2 separate regions of the Pan troglodytes genome follow, and region 2 is linked to region 1. The links are chromatin contacts, called in public Hi-C maps. All regions are on one chromosome and are shown on one strand. Each heading gives the region's core, a stretch centred on a gene start, on an enhancer-like site or on the middle of the called end of the contact. The rest is flanking DNA. Distances are from core to core; before and after follow the strand shown. Region 1 overlaps ULK4 (unc-51 like kinase 4). Region 2 holds the start of TRAK1 (trafficking kinesin protein 1).

Evidence for each region. Hi-C and Micro-C count contacts between places; a contact is called where the count stands out from the background.
Region 2: a Hi-C map of stem cell-derived neural progenitor cells shows a contact between it and region 1, with 2.4 times the contacts expected there. The contact joins the promoter of TRAK1 here to the enhancer-like site in region 1. A contact is called at or near these places in 1 of 7 Hi-C or Micro-C datasets (stem cell-derived neural progenitor cells) and 1 of 1 datasets of contacts at active chromatin or transcription factors (stem cell-derived excitatory neurons).

The regions. Positions count from the first base shown.
Region 1 is chr2:45,907,885-45,914,765 of NHGRI_mPanTro3-v2.0_pri, reverse strand. ULK4 (unc-51 like kinase 4) reads left to right here. Exons shown (of 38, transcript XR_010155167.1): 13 at 3,700-3,804; 14 at 6,038-6,098. It also overlaps the pseudogene LOC112208815. Among named protein-coding and RNA genes, the nearest start is that of ULK4, 63 kb to the left of the region's middle. Within about 2 kb of position 4,220, at least 4 of the 24 cell types and tissues checked have an H3K27ac peak or open chromatin away from gene starts, as enhancers often do. A contact at or near this core is called in stem cell-derived neural progenitor cells, where this site is marked.
Region 2 is chr2:46,024,880-46,032,459 of NHGRI_mPanTro3-v2.0_pri, reverse strand. TRAK1 (trafficking kinesin protein 1) reads right to left here and starts at 2,236. Exons shown (of 17, transcript XM_054680574.2): 1 at 2,087-2,236. LOC134809438 (a long non-coding RNA gene) reads left to right here and starts at 2,612. Exons shown (of 2, transcript XR_010155168.1): 1 at 2,612-2,862; 2 at 3,244-3,912.

The sequences.
Region 1 (6,881 bases), core at 2,971-5,470:
ATCATTCTATTGAGAAAATATAATCAATAATGTGAATACCTAAGGTAGTTTATTTTACATATCTATCTATCTATCTATTTATTTATTTATTTTTGAGACAGAGCCTCACTCCTGTCACCTAGGCTGGAGTGGAGGGGCATGATCATGGCTCATTGCAGCCTCAACTTGTTGGGCTTAGGTGATTCTCTCATCTCAGCCTCCTGAGTAACTGTGACTACAAGTATGCGCCACCATGCCTGGCTAATTTTTTGTATTTTTAGTAGAGGTTTCCCCATGTTGCCCAGGCTGGTCTCAGACTCCTCGACTCAAGTGATCTGCTGGCCTTGGCCTCCCAAAGAGCTGGGATTACAGGTGTGAGCCACTGTGCTTGGCCTTATGTTTTATAATTTTTAAATGATACTTTTTATTCTATTACGAAACATATATAATAGTAAAAAACTTGTAAAATGTAAAAGAGGACAAAGAAAATAGAAAAATTATTTACGATATAATTCCCGAGTAAACACTGATTACTTTTTTTGTTTGTTTTTTTAAGAGCCTTTTGCCCAGGCTGGAGTGCAGTGGCACAATTGTAGTTCACTGTAACCTCATACGTCTCATACATTTTGATACTGGCACGATTGTGTTCATTGTAACCTCATATGTCTCATACATTTTGATATTACTGCTTCTGGTTTTATACATATGTGTTCATTTTGAAACAAGGGAATATAATTTTATAACAGTTATTTTCATTTAATGATTATGATCTGATTGCAATTATTGATCATTTAGTTTATTCCTGAACATTTTATTTTATATATTTTTGCTGTTGTGAGTGGGATATTTGTTATATGGCATTCGTGCATACATTCAGTTTACCTGTAGGAAATTAATTTTTGCATACAATTTTTTAATTGGTCCACCTTACTAATCTTACATTTTTTTTTTTTTTTCTTTGAGACAGAGTCTCGCTCTATTTGCCCAGACTGGAGTGCAGCGGTGTGATCTTGGCTCATTGCAGCCTCTGCCTCCCAGGTTCAAGTGATTCTCCTGCCTCAGCCTCTTGAGTAGCTGGGACCACAGGCACCCGCCACCACACCCAGCTAATTTTTGTATTTTTAGGACAGATGGGGTTTCACCATTTTGGCCAGATTGGTCTCGAATTCCTGGCCACAGGTGATCCGCCCACCTGGACCTCCCAAAGTGCTGGGATTGCAGGTGTGAGCCACCATGCCTGGCCTAATTCTTACCTTATTTCTAAGAGTTTTCCCATTGATTAATTTTGGCTTTTTGGATGTTCAGTTATATTATCTATACGTGAAGATAATTTGGCCACCTCTTTCAAATATTGTTGTCTTACTTTACGGACCAATATAATTTACTAGCAGTTCCTCCTCAGTGTTAAATCAGCAGGGATATCCAGCCCTTTGCTCTATCATTGACTTCTTTTCTTTCCTTCTGCCCCCTTCCTCACTCAAGACACCATCCTTTCCATCCAGGCTTTGCAGTAACCTGCTAACTGGTCCCCTCAGTTCTCCATTGCTCCCCTCCATCCATTCTCCACTGAAGCAAGTATGATGTATATATTTAAATGTCTTCATTAACTATCACTGTCTTCTCTCAAGCAGTGCCAGGCATTGTTTTAAGTGCTTTGTGTTTATTCTTCACAAACCTGAAAGCTTGTTTGTTTTAATCTTTGTTATAGATGAAGAAAACAAAGCTTTTTTTATCTTCCCTAAGAGCACATAATTAACAAGCAGCAATGTTAAGTTTGCCCCTGTCTTTTTGCCTTTAAAGTCCATCTTTTTTTTTGGCAATGTGAGTTTACCCCTGTCTTTTTACCATGAAAGTCCATCTTTTTTTTTCTTTAATTGAAAGTCCATGTTCTTAAACTTAGATTTTCTTGTTTTAAACAAACTTCCTCTTCATTCTTTGTGGGCCTTTTTTTTTTTTTTTTTCTTTTTTTTTTTGGTGGAGTCTCGCTTTGTCACCTAGGCTGGTGTGCGATGGCGCAATCTCGGCTCACTGCAACCTCCGCCTCCCAGGTTCAAGCGATTCTCCTGCCTCAGCCCCCTAAGTAGCTGGGATTACAGGCGCCTGCCACCATGCCTGGCTAGTTTTTGTATTTTTAGTAGAGATAGTGTTTCACCATGTTGGTCAGGCTGGTCTCGAACTCCTGACCTCGTGATGTGCCCACCTCGGCCTACCAAAGTGCTGGGATTACAGGCCTAAGCCACTGCACCCAGCCTCTTTTTGTGTTTTCTTGTCTTTTGTCTGAGTTGCATGGGGCAGCTTGGGTTTCCAGGAACTTTCTTAGCTAACTCCTCTGTTCCTTTATCCATGCCCCTTCCTCACTCAGTTTTGGGTAATATATTTTCCTTATTCCTTACTTCACTGATTTACTTTTCTATTTTATTTAGTTTGCTAGTTGTTGTTTCTTCTAAGGTTCTTAAGCATAAATTCTCTCTCTCTTTTTTTTTTCCCTGTTGGGAAATACTGAGGCATAGCACTAGGAATACAAATTATGTTTAAATAGAGCACAAAGAACCATCTCAAAGGAATAACTGATGGTGAATATCTGCTGATTCATTTCATTATGTATCAACTCTAACTAGGCTTAATAAATAATTGAGGTTTAATACTTAGGTAGCATGTCTGTATTTAAGTCTGAAAATTTTTTTTATGTTACAGCTTCAATTTCACATTGAATATTCTGTAAAGCAGAAATAAATTGATTAACATTCTGTGAATGAAAAATAAAGCCGTTGGTCAGGCGCGTGGCTCACGCCTATAATCCCAGCACTTTGGGAGGCCAAGGTGGGTGGATCACCTGAGACCAGGAGTTTGAGACCAGCCTGGCCAACATGATGAAACCCCGATTCTACTAAAAATGCAGAAATTAGCAGTGCATGGTGGCATACACCAGTAATTCCACTACTTGGGAGGCTGAAGCAGGAGAATTGCTTCAACCCGGGAGGCAGAGGTTGCGGTGAGCCGAGATTGTGCCACTGCATTCCAGCCTGTGTGATGGAGTGAGACTCTATCTCAAAAAAAAAAAAAAAAAAAAGGCTGGGCGTGGTGGCTCACGCCTGTAATCCCAGCACTTTGGGAGGCCGAGGCGGGTGGATCATGAGGTCAGGAGATCGAGACCATCCTGGCTAACACGGTGAAACCCTGTTTCTACTAAAAGTACAAAAAAATTAGCCAGGCACAGTGGCAGGCGCCTGTAGTCCCAGCTACTTGGGAGGCTGAGGCAGGAGAATGGCGTGAACCCGGGAGGCAGAGCTTGTAGTAAGCCGAGATCACGCCACTGTACTCCAGCCTGGGGGACAGAGCGAGACTCCGCCTCAAAAAAAAAAAAAAAAAAAAAAAAGGAAGCCATGCTGTTATGGAAAAACCAATTTGCCTCATCACAGTTTAGAACATTGAATTGTAAAGATATTTTTTCTAGTCCTAGCCAGACTTAGTGGTAACATGAGCAATTCAGTTACTTTCTCAGAGTTTTATATTTTTATCTGTAAAATGGGAATGATGGTGCCTACAGTTTAGGATTTTTGTGAAAATCAAATGAGACTGCAACCATCTTGAATAGCAGTTGAAGTACATTGATATAGGTGATATTTTACAGTGGTGTCTTCCTCAGCATCTTACTGGTTCAGTGTTTTAAAGATCTACATTAGTCGCAGAAACAAAGTCTAATTTTTGTTCTCATTTCAGATTACAAGTGGACACCTGAGTCAGCAGGACCTGGAATCCCAGATGAGAGAGCTTATCTACATGGACTCAGATCTTGTTGTCACCCCCATTATCGACAATCCAAAGGTGCAGAAAGACACTCTAACAACTGAGTTGTAGACTTTACTGAGATCTGAAATCTGCATGAGATTTTCATTCAGAATATTATTTACTGTATAATCTTTCCTGTTTCTCTTGTCTGCTTCTGTGTCATTTGTGCTGCATGTCTGCATTTGCAGCTCCCCCTCTGTCTGCAACCCTTTCCTCTGCCTTCACTTCCACTTCACTGGAGTTCTAAGTTTTCTCCCCTCTGTTTTGAATGAGTCAGCTCTGCTGCCTCTCACTACTGCTTTCTTCCACATGCCATGGAGGGGTTGCCAGCCTCTTGACCTCAGACCTTAGCTCTCAGTCCTTTTGTTTCTCCGTATGCACTAATGTGAATCACTCTAAATATTCTAGTCTCTGATGTATTTCGAAGGCAGAAGCAGTCAGAGGGCACTGCTTACCAGGCTGGGCTGGGCAGGCAGATCACACAGAAGCCCTACCCTCTCACAGGTTGTTAAGACTGCAGGGGAGACGATGGGGAGACATTCTGGGAGCTTGCGAAGTCGTAGTTCACAATGTACTTCTAAACCAGTGTGAGTTTTTTTGCTTCTTGTCTTTTGGAATATAATACTTTCTTGCTAGGGGATAATGAGTATCTACTTTAAAAAACAAATTCATTTCTAAGTCCCTCTGTTTTGTCTTGACTTCCAGCTCCCCAACATACTCACATTCCACTACTTTTTCTCTATTTTAATTTTCCTGCTTCTTTTTCTTATTTTTAAATGTCTTTTTCTGTATTAATTCGTGACTCTTTCTTCTTATCTCATTGGGAACATTACTGTGGTTTAGACCATGAAGGTTCTTGAATTCATATTTATTTTCTAGATAGACAGCATTTCATATAGATTATTTAGCTATTTTTCATAATGGAGCTACTTCTTTTTGTGAGTTCATATGTCTGGCAGAGTAACTTTATTATGCTAAGTTTGATGAGCATTGGGGCATTTTCAACGTGGGCTTTCTAGAACAATTTGTGTTATCTTTACCAGGGGTGTCCAATCTTTTGGCTTCCCTGGGCCACATTGGAAGAAGAATTGTCTTGGGGCACACATAAAATACACTAACGATAGCTGATGAACTAAAAAAACAAAAAAAATTGCAAAAAAAATCTTACAATGTTTTAAGAAGGTTTACAAATTTGTGTTGGGCCACTTTCAAAGCCGTCTTGGGCTGCATGCAGCCCATGGGCTACGGGTTGGACAGGCTTGCTTTAGACGATATTCTGTGTTTCTTTTTTTCCCTCTTATAACCATATTTGATAGTTTCTGGGAAGCCTTAATCAGTAGAAATTTTTGTGTTTAACTTTTAATTTTTAACTACTTTTAGTCTTAGAGAAAAGTTTCAAAAATAATTGAGAGTTCCTGTATACCTTTTGCCCAGCTGCTCTTAATGTTCACATCTTATAGGTCTGTAGTATAGTTAGCAAAACCTGGGAATTAAAATTGGTATAGTGTTAGTCAGGCAGGATAATCCCTATCTGTTCCTCCTTTTGGAGGGCAGTAGAATGTGGTAATTGGAGTGGCATAATACTTGATTAATAATTGTGCACTTTCCAATTCATGCTATTATGGCTTCCTGGAGTGGTGTCTTCTCTGATATAACCATTAACCATCCTTCAAGACCTCAACCCACCATCTACCTCTCTGTAAACCCAGTCCTAACTATATCAACTAAAGTGCTTGCTGTATGCTCTAAACTACTATTTACAAAAAAATTCTTTCTGTCCAGTGTTTTCTCTGTAGTTATGTCCTGCATGTTTTGAATTGTGAAATATTTTGTTGTTTATCGAATGTTTGTCTCATCTTCCCAACTAGGATGTCAGCTCTCTGAAAATAGGATTGTGTCTTTTATATCTTTGTATCCCCATTAGCACTTGGCATAGAGCCTTACCTTGGCAGGTACCCAATAGATATTTGTTGAATGACTGAATTTCTAATTAGAGGTAAATTAGCTAAAAAGTAAGCCAAGATAGGAGTGAATGTTTTCTATGAAGCTTTATTTTATTACAGATATCAGTTGAAATGATTATAAAAAATATTATCTATATTTGTGTGTTTTAATCCGAAAAGTCATTGTACTTATTCTTTTTGGTAACAAATTTTGCACATTCTTTTTTTGTCCTCATTGATTTATTATCTGACATAAGGGACATATAAGGAGACAGATATCCATCTTAAAAATTGTCTCAAAAGCTTTCTTTTTTTTTTAACCACAGATAATGAAACAGCCACCAGTTAAATTTGATGCAAAAATATTGCATCTACCAACATATTCAGGTAGGATCATAAAGGACTTATCGAACATGTAGACTCTTTGTATACAGATACAAATATGAAATTTATTTGCAAATAGAATATATGCGAATAACTAAATTTATTTTGTCTTGACAATTGGCTATATTCTTGGGGCAGTGTTACACGAATTGCGAACAATCTGTAATTCATTTGTGCCAGCTGTTGACATTTCTTAGCTGAGTCTGGGCTGCCCAGTCCTATTGTGGGTGGGGAGGTTCCTGTAGATCTGGGCAAGTTTTCCTGTAGAGTGGGTGGGAGGTCTTCTCCTCCCTTCCCTTCTTAGAGCTGGTTGAATTTCCACCATTTATGGCTGGTATAGGTGCACAGGGTTGGGGACAACAATGAAGGATTGGGATTCTATTAGAGGGACCAGGACATTTGAGAATGGGACTAGGTGGTTCATGACTGTGGAGGTGGTGTGGGAGTGGAGATACTTAAGGGATAATTATTACATTTCTGTTGAGCTAACGAAAGTCTTATTTAGGGTGACCATCAGAAATTTTTACATACCTTAAATTGGTTTTTTTGTTTAACAAATTATATTTTAAGCTGTTAAACTCGATTTGGGGAGAATTATTCATCGTGGCTAGAGTAGAATCTATGATTTGAAGTAAATTTAAAATATATTTAGGTTTAAATAAACCAGCTAAGGGTTTATATTGGTCAACTTAATTACTGATAAAAACAAAAAAGAAACTGTGTAGAAGGACGTTTTTGAAAGGCCAAGTGAAGCAAAGTATTATTAATAGTGCTTTCAGTGCCAAG
Region 2 (7,580 bases), core at 987-3,486, 120 kb before region 1:
AATGACAGGAACAAAGTCCACTTAAGATGGCAAACCTTAAGGTGTTGTTAGTTTGGAAAGTGAAAGTTTAAGAACTCCATTCAATGTGAATAGTGCTCTATTATTTTTGAAAGCCCTTTTATTTTTATGTTTTTTGTTTTTGTTTTTGTTTTTGAGATGGGGTCTTGCTCTGTCGCCCTGGCTGAAGTGCAGTGGCGGGATCTTGGCTCAATGAAACCTCTGCCTCCCGGATTCAAGCTATTCTCCTGACTCACCCTCCTTAGTAGCTGGGATTACAGGTGCCCATCATCATGCCCAGCTAATTTTTGTATTTTTAGTAGAGACGGGGTTTCACCATGTTGGCCAGGCTGGTCTCGAACTCCTGACCTTAAGTGATCCACCTGCCTCAGCCTCCCAAAATGCTGGGAATACACGCACAAGTCACCATGCCCGGCCCAAAGCTCTTTTATATTACCTGATTTGACCCTCATAATAAACCTATAAAACAATAATTACTATTATATGCTTTATTATCCCTGTTGGGGCTCAAAAAGCTTACCAAATTACAAACCTAATCATGTTGGAAGGAGACCTGAAAACGCTCCCATGTCATTCAGTCAAACTTTTACGGACACCTCCATTTAAAACATTGTCTCCCAGAGAGGGGAGAGCAGGACAGAGAGATTAAGTAAGGTCACACAGCCAATAGAGAGGAGTTGGAATTTCAGTCCAGGTTTCCCACTCCAAGACCACAGGGAAGGAGAAGCAACACAGCCAGAGTGGAGACACCCTCAAGCGAGCGCTGGGGATGGGAAACTGGTCCCTGGGGCATCAAACAGGAAACGGCTGGTGCTGGGGCCAAGCTGAAACCCAACTGTTGCCAAACTCGCAGCCCTGAGACAAGGGCTTTAAACCGATTCAGCATCCCCCAGAGCCGGGCTCAGCTTTCCAGCTGGCTTAGGCTACACTGGCCTGGGAACCTCTGTGACAAAGCTGAGGTCCAAGATCAAAGAGCAACCGAGTATGACCATTCCAAACCGAGAGACAGAGGGGAAGGCGCCATCTGTCACTCCAGGTCCAACTCTCCAAACCTACCAGTCAAGCTCCCAGCCTGTTGTCCCTTCACTCAATCTGGGGAGACCCTCCCCAGTGCAGACTGGCTCCAGGGCTAATCAGAGCTTAGTCTGAGCACCTTCCTCTTCGCTGCTCTTGTAGTGGGAAATTGGAAAGGACCCTGGAACTAGACCGTTTCCCTATGGTAACCTCCACTCCCCTTCCAGATAAACAAAAGACCCTCCAGAAAAGGTTACCAGTCCCGAATACACACTCACAGACAGTATTGACAACGTTTACACTTTTGAAGCAAATAAAGTTCCAGTGAAGCATATCAGAAAAAAAAAAAAAAAATCAGCGGTCCAACGACGAATACTCTGAAGGCTCTCAAAGCGGACGCTAATTTCAGTGTCTGAACAAGTGCAGCCACGGGTTCTAAAACAGGCAAGCTTAACGCGGAAGGGGCACCCAGCACCAGCCTCAAGAGCAGGCCGACTTTTAACATCTTTCCTGAAACACAACTTTACAAAAGAAGAAACGATACAGTTCATTACATTTGTTTTTACCTGCAAGAGCTTGACCTTGGAGACTAGAAAAGAACTTTAAAAATCAGGTCAAGAAAGTGACAAAGTAAACTTGTTAACTCTCAAGGATGCAAAGGAGGGCTCTAAAGGCTCTCTGCTCTCTGACACGCTCAGATGATGTCATTTTCATCAAGTTTTGCGGGTGAGTGGGAATCGGGGTGCTGCCCGCGCTCTGGCCTGGCTCAGCTCCAGGCTCTTTGAAGGTCGCCTCACTGTCACCTCGGAATGCCGGAGCGCGGAATCCAGGCCACGCGGCGTGGCCGACACGATGCCCTAGGGGCACTTTTCCGGGCTCCGAAGGCCTCCTGCAGGTGCGGCCGGTGCATTAGGAGGGCTGTCCCCGCAGGGTCCCGGCGCCCGGCCTCTCACGCCGCCACTATCTCACACGGACACTCCCAGAACACCCGTGTCCTTCCCCAGCCCCTGGGCCCGAGGCGCAGGCGGCGCGGGTGAGCGGACCCCTGGCTTACCCGCAAGAGGTGCACGGAGCGCAACCCGGCAACAGGCGCGGTGCCGGGGGGCCTCGGTGGGGGCTTCCTCCGCGTCGTTCTCGGCCCGGCCCCGGCCGCCCGGCGGCTCCGGTTCCCTCCGCTGCAGCCGGCCGGGCGGCACGGGGGCACTCGCGGGGGCTCCGCTCTGGCGCCGCCGCCTCCTGCTGCCCGCCTGCCGCTCTGGCGCTCCTGGGCTCGGAGTCCGGGGTTCCGAGACGCGGGGGTCGTCGGGGCGTTCGAGACTCTCGGGGACGCTAAGGCTGCGCTCCGGCTCTCCCGCGCGCGGCCCCACTCTGGGGGACGCCTCGCTCTAGGCGCGCGGGCGTCAAGGGCTCGGGGCGCGCGGGGGCGGCGGCCGGGTGGGCCCCGGGGCGGCGGGCGGGGGCGCTGCTGCGGACGCGGGCACTGTTGCGGGCGCCGCCGCGCGGCCTCTCGCCATGGCTCCCCCGCGAGCGGGCGGCTTGCACCTCCCCTCCGCGCTGCCGTCACCGCCCGACGCGCGCCGAGCCCTCCCCCTTCCCAGCCCCGCCCGCCGCCCCGCGCCGCCACCTGCGGGCCGCCCTCCAGGATGCCCGCCGGCCACGTCCTAGTCGCCTGGAGCCGCACCCCGCCTTCCTCGCCCGCGGCTGCCCCTGCACTTTTACCCACGCCGTGGGGCACAGAGAAGTATCCGGTAAAGACCTGGATCCGGAAAAGCTGATCACATCCCTCCCCGAGCGCTTATTACTTCTAGCACTTCTCGGGGTCCTTCCAGAGTGAGTCTAAGAGAAGGATGGGACCCCCGCGGCCCGGGGCGCTGATTGTCGTGAACACAGTGGAAGTCCAGGCGTTCTGTTCCTGCAGGACGGGCTGTCTCCTAGCAAAGCCGCCCTTAGGCTTAAATGGAGGGAGGATGGAGCAGGGGACGGGGGGAAGGCTGGAGGGGATGGAACTGGCTGTTGGACTAAGATGCCACCAAAGGGTGGCAGGCAGGGGGGTGGCGGACAGCAGAGAGGGGATCAGGAACCGATCCAGGAAGTAAGAGCTCACAGGCCACTCTATTATGCAAATCACTTGTGGATGGTTTAACGGGGAACAACCCACATGATCTCATTTCCAGTTGAGGCTACTGAGTCTACTTCTTCTTTTCAACCCAGGGGTCATAGAGGACATTGGGAGGACTTGAAGAAGACTCAGACCAGAACCAAAGATGTAAGGAAACTAAACCCTGCAAAACCTGATTTCTCATACCGGCATAGACTTGACTTGAAGAGATCATCAAGTGTATAGTGAAGATTGGCTCAGGCAAGAATCATCCATGAATGCTTACTCTAGGGGGCTGTTACTGGCTGGCAGATATTTGTCTGGGTTGATGTGTCTCCCTATAGATGGTTTAGACCTGTTAGTAGCAAAAGCGGAAATAGTAATTATACAAAGAGGCAGGCAGACAGCATCTTAACCAGGTGATCAAAATTTACATCACCAATGAGAGCAGATGGATATCATGTCCACATCAGCTATGCAGTATTCCTGGGGACAATGCATAACCTGAATCATGATAATGAAACATCGGACAAACCCAAAATGAGGAACATCTATTAAAAAGAGGAAGGGTCTGTATTATTCAAAAATGTCAAGGTCATTAAAATCAAAAGAAAGCTTGGGAAATGTTCCAGATTAAAGGGTGCAAAAGAGTCAGGGCAGCTAAATGCCATGCCTGATCCTAGACTGCATCCTGTGCTAGAGGAGGGGAAATACATCACGGACATTCCAGCTGACAAAATCAGAATCCATGTAAGAGATTAAAGTATTGGATCAATGTTAAATGTACTGATGTTGATAACTTCCACTGTAATTATGTACAAGAATATCTAATTCTTGGGAAATACACACTGAAGTATCTTGAAAGGGTAAAGGTCATAATGTATGCAGCTTACCTTCAAATGATTCAGGGGAAAAAAAAATCTTGATAGGAAAAAATGATAAAGCCAAGTGGGCAATAAAGGTAAGGTGCATATTATCAGTGAATCAGCATATAGAGTGTACTTGAACATTTCTGTAAGTTTGAACTTATTTCCAAATAAAAAGATTTGGAAAAATCCATCAAGTTGGGGAATGAAGTAAGGTAGGAAGAAAGCAGGTATGATATAAAAGGGCAACACAAGGGATCCTTGTGAATTTGGAACTGTTAAACATCTTGAGTATGGTAGTACAGGTGATAAAATTATCTAGAACTTAATATACACACAAATGAGTACAAGTAAAACTGGGAAAATCTGAATAAGATAGGTAAATTGTATCAATGTCAATATCCTAGTTATGATATCATATTAAGGTTTTGCAAATGTTGTCATTGGGGGAAACTAGGCCAAATATATATATATGTGTGTGTGTGTGTGTGTGTGTGTGTGTGTGTGTGTGTGTATTTTTTTTTTTTTTTTTTTCCGAGACGGAGTTTTGCTCTTGTTGCCCAGCCTGGAGTGCAATGGCACAATCTCGGTTCACTGCAACCTCCGCCTCCCAGGTTCAGGGAATTCTCCTGCCTCAGCCTCCTGAGTAGCTGGGATTACAGGCGTGCATCACCATGCCTGGCTAATTTTTGCATTTTTAGTAGGGATGGGGTTTCACCATGTTGGTCAGGCTGGTCTCGAGCTCCTGACCTCAGGTGATCCACCTGCCCCAGCCTCCCAAAGTGCTGGGATTACAGGCATGAGCCACCGCACCTGGCCCAAATATATTATTTCTTAGAAATGAATGTGAATCTACCATTATCTCAATGCAATTTTTAATTACAAAAAAATCATTTTTAATTACAAAAAAACTGTATGTAAATGGGCATGCCCATCAGGGAGCATGCCAGAGCAGATATGCTGGAGCTCTCATAGTGGATCTAGAATAGACATGGTGCTGTTACCAACAGTGAAGGCTTTCAAGAAAAAAAAAAAATTAGACTATTTGAAGTATAACTGACCGATCAGATTCCTTCCAGTTCTGTAATTTAACAATCCTAGAGCTGGGGGTTCTTTGAGATCATCTAGTCCAACCTACTCATTTTCTGGAAACTGTGGGCAGAAAAGTAGTGTGTGTCCACAGGAGCATCAAATTAGCGGTAGACCCGTTAACTACTGCTTGTCTGCCAAATATGTTCTACTTTCTTTACACCTTTACCAGCTGTCTGTCACTCCCTATATCTATGAGATTCAGTTAAGGCTGGTAGAAAATTTTGAAGTCATTCATTCTTTGGAGTCCCTGATTTGTTCTGTAGTGCCAGATGACAGGCATGTGGATTCTGCCCCTGAGGAGTAGGGACCAGTTTTCCTCTCCTACTCTCAGCTTGGAGGAAGCAGATGGCAGGCGGGACCCCAGTGACAGCCCCAGTTCTGGGCCTGACTGAGCTGATGAACTACTTGGAGCAGCTGCTGACCTGCTGCTGCTGGAAGCCAGTGGAACAGGAACCTGGGAGGGAAGCAGAATGGATACAAGAAAGGAAAACAGTAATTGCCCTGGCAAGTCCTCCCTTCATCCAGCATGAGGCAGAAGTAGCTGCAACAGAGGCAACTGGCTTCCCTTGAGCCTCAGATAGCCACTGTATTCTTTCCTTTTGTTGAATCAAATCGAAATTAATCTATGTTTACTTGCATTTGCCAGGCCCTCGTTAGTAACTGTGGGAAAATACAAAATAGAATATCTGATCCCTACCCATTAGGAACCCAGAATGCATCCAGGGACCCAAGGTGGAAATGTTGAAAGTGACCCAACAAAAGCAATTAAAAGGCTAGCTATATTAGCTGGGGTTCCCCCCAAAAGCAGCATTGGAGAAGGACTCATGGGCAGATACTTTCTTTTGGAAAATGATCCCATAGGATATGGGTAGAAAAAGAAATTGGGACCAGAAAGAATGAAACAGGAAGGAAAGAAAGCCTATTGAAGGATATAAAATTTCTGTAAACAACTGGAGCTTAGTCCCACTGAGGCCCCCTGAGGAACTGTGCAGAATGTAAGACAGAGGAGGAAATATTTAGCCACCAGTTCCTATCTCCCATTGGCCAACTTGATGCTGAGTTCAGGAGTGGTGGCTCACACCTGTAATCTCAGCATTTTGGGAGGCCAAGGTGGGTGGATCACTTGAGCCTCGGAGTTCAAGGCCAGTCTAAGCAACATAGCAAGACCCCACCTCTACAAAAGAAAAATTTAAAAATTGGCTATGGAAGTATGAAGGTATATGCCTGTAGTTCCAGTTACTCAAGAGGCTGAAGCAGGAGGATTGCATGAACCCCTGAACTCAAGACTGCAGTGAACTATAACTGAACGATGGCACTGCAGCCTGAGCAACAGAGCAAAACTCTGTCTCAAAAAAAAAAAAAAAAAGTAGATGCTGAGCAAAAAAAGCTAACTAAGATACAACATGGGACATATATAAAAGATGCCAGACACCAGGTTTATTCATTGCTGTAGTCCCAGCACCAACAACAGTGCCTGACTCATAGATGCCCCGTCAATAGATACAGAAAGAATGTCTGGGTGCGGTGGCTCATGCCTGTAATCCCAGCATTTTGGGAGGCCAAGGCAGGCAGATCACTTGAGGAGGATCACTTCAACTTCTGTTGAAGACCAGCCTGGCCAACAGGGTGAAACCCCGTTTCTACTAAAAATACAAAATTAGCTGGCATGGTGGTGCATGTCTGTAATCCCAGCTACTTGGGAGGCTGAGGCAGGAGAATCATTTGAACCCAGGAGGCAGAGGTTGCAGTGAGCAGAGATCATGCAGTTGCACTCCAGCCTGGGCGACAGAACGAGACTCTGTCTCAGAAAAAAAAGAAAAACAAAAAGAAAAAAAAAAAAGGGCGGGACGAGGTGGCTCACACCTGTAATCCTAGCACTGTCGGGCGGATCACCTGAGGTCCGGAGTTCCAGACCTACCTGGTTAACATGGTGAAACCCCGTCTCTACTAAAAATACAAAACAAATTAGCTGGGAGTGGTGGCACACGCCTGTAGTTCCAGCTACTCGGGAGGCCAAGGCGGGAAAAGCTCTTGAACCAGGGAGACAGAGGTTGCAATGAGTCAAGATCGCACCACTGCACTCCAGCCTGGGCGACAGAGCGAGACTCCATCTCAAATAAAAAAAAAAATGAATGAAATACTATAAAAAGTAGATCCATAAGTCATATATTGACAGTTTTGCGTGTGTGTCTATTTTTTTTGGTTTTTGTTTTTATTTTTTTTAGAGACGAGGTCTTGCTGTGTTGCTCAGGCTGGTCTCCAACTCCTGAGCTCAAGCAATTCTCCCACCTTAGATTCCCAAAGCGCTGGGATTACAGGAGTGCACCACCATGCCCAGCCTGTGTCTGTTGGACTAGGCTAGGGTGATAGAGTAGTGGGTAAAACAGATGCATTCCTCAGCCTGGGCAAAATAGGGAGGCCCTGTCTCTACAAAAAAATCAAAAAACTAGTCAGGGATAGTGACATGTGCCTGTGGTCCCAGCTACTTTGGA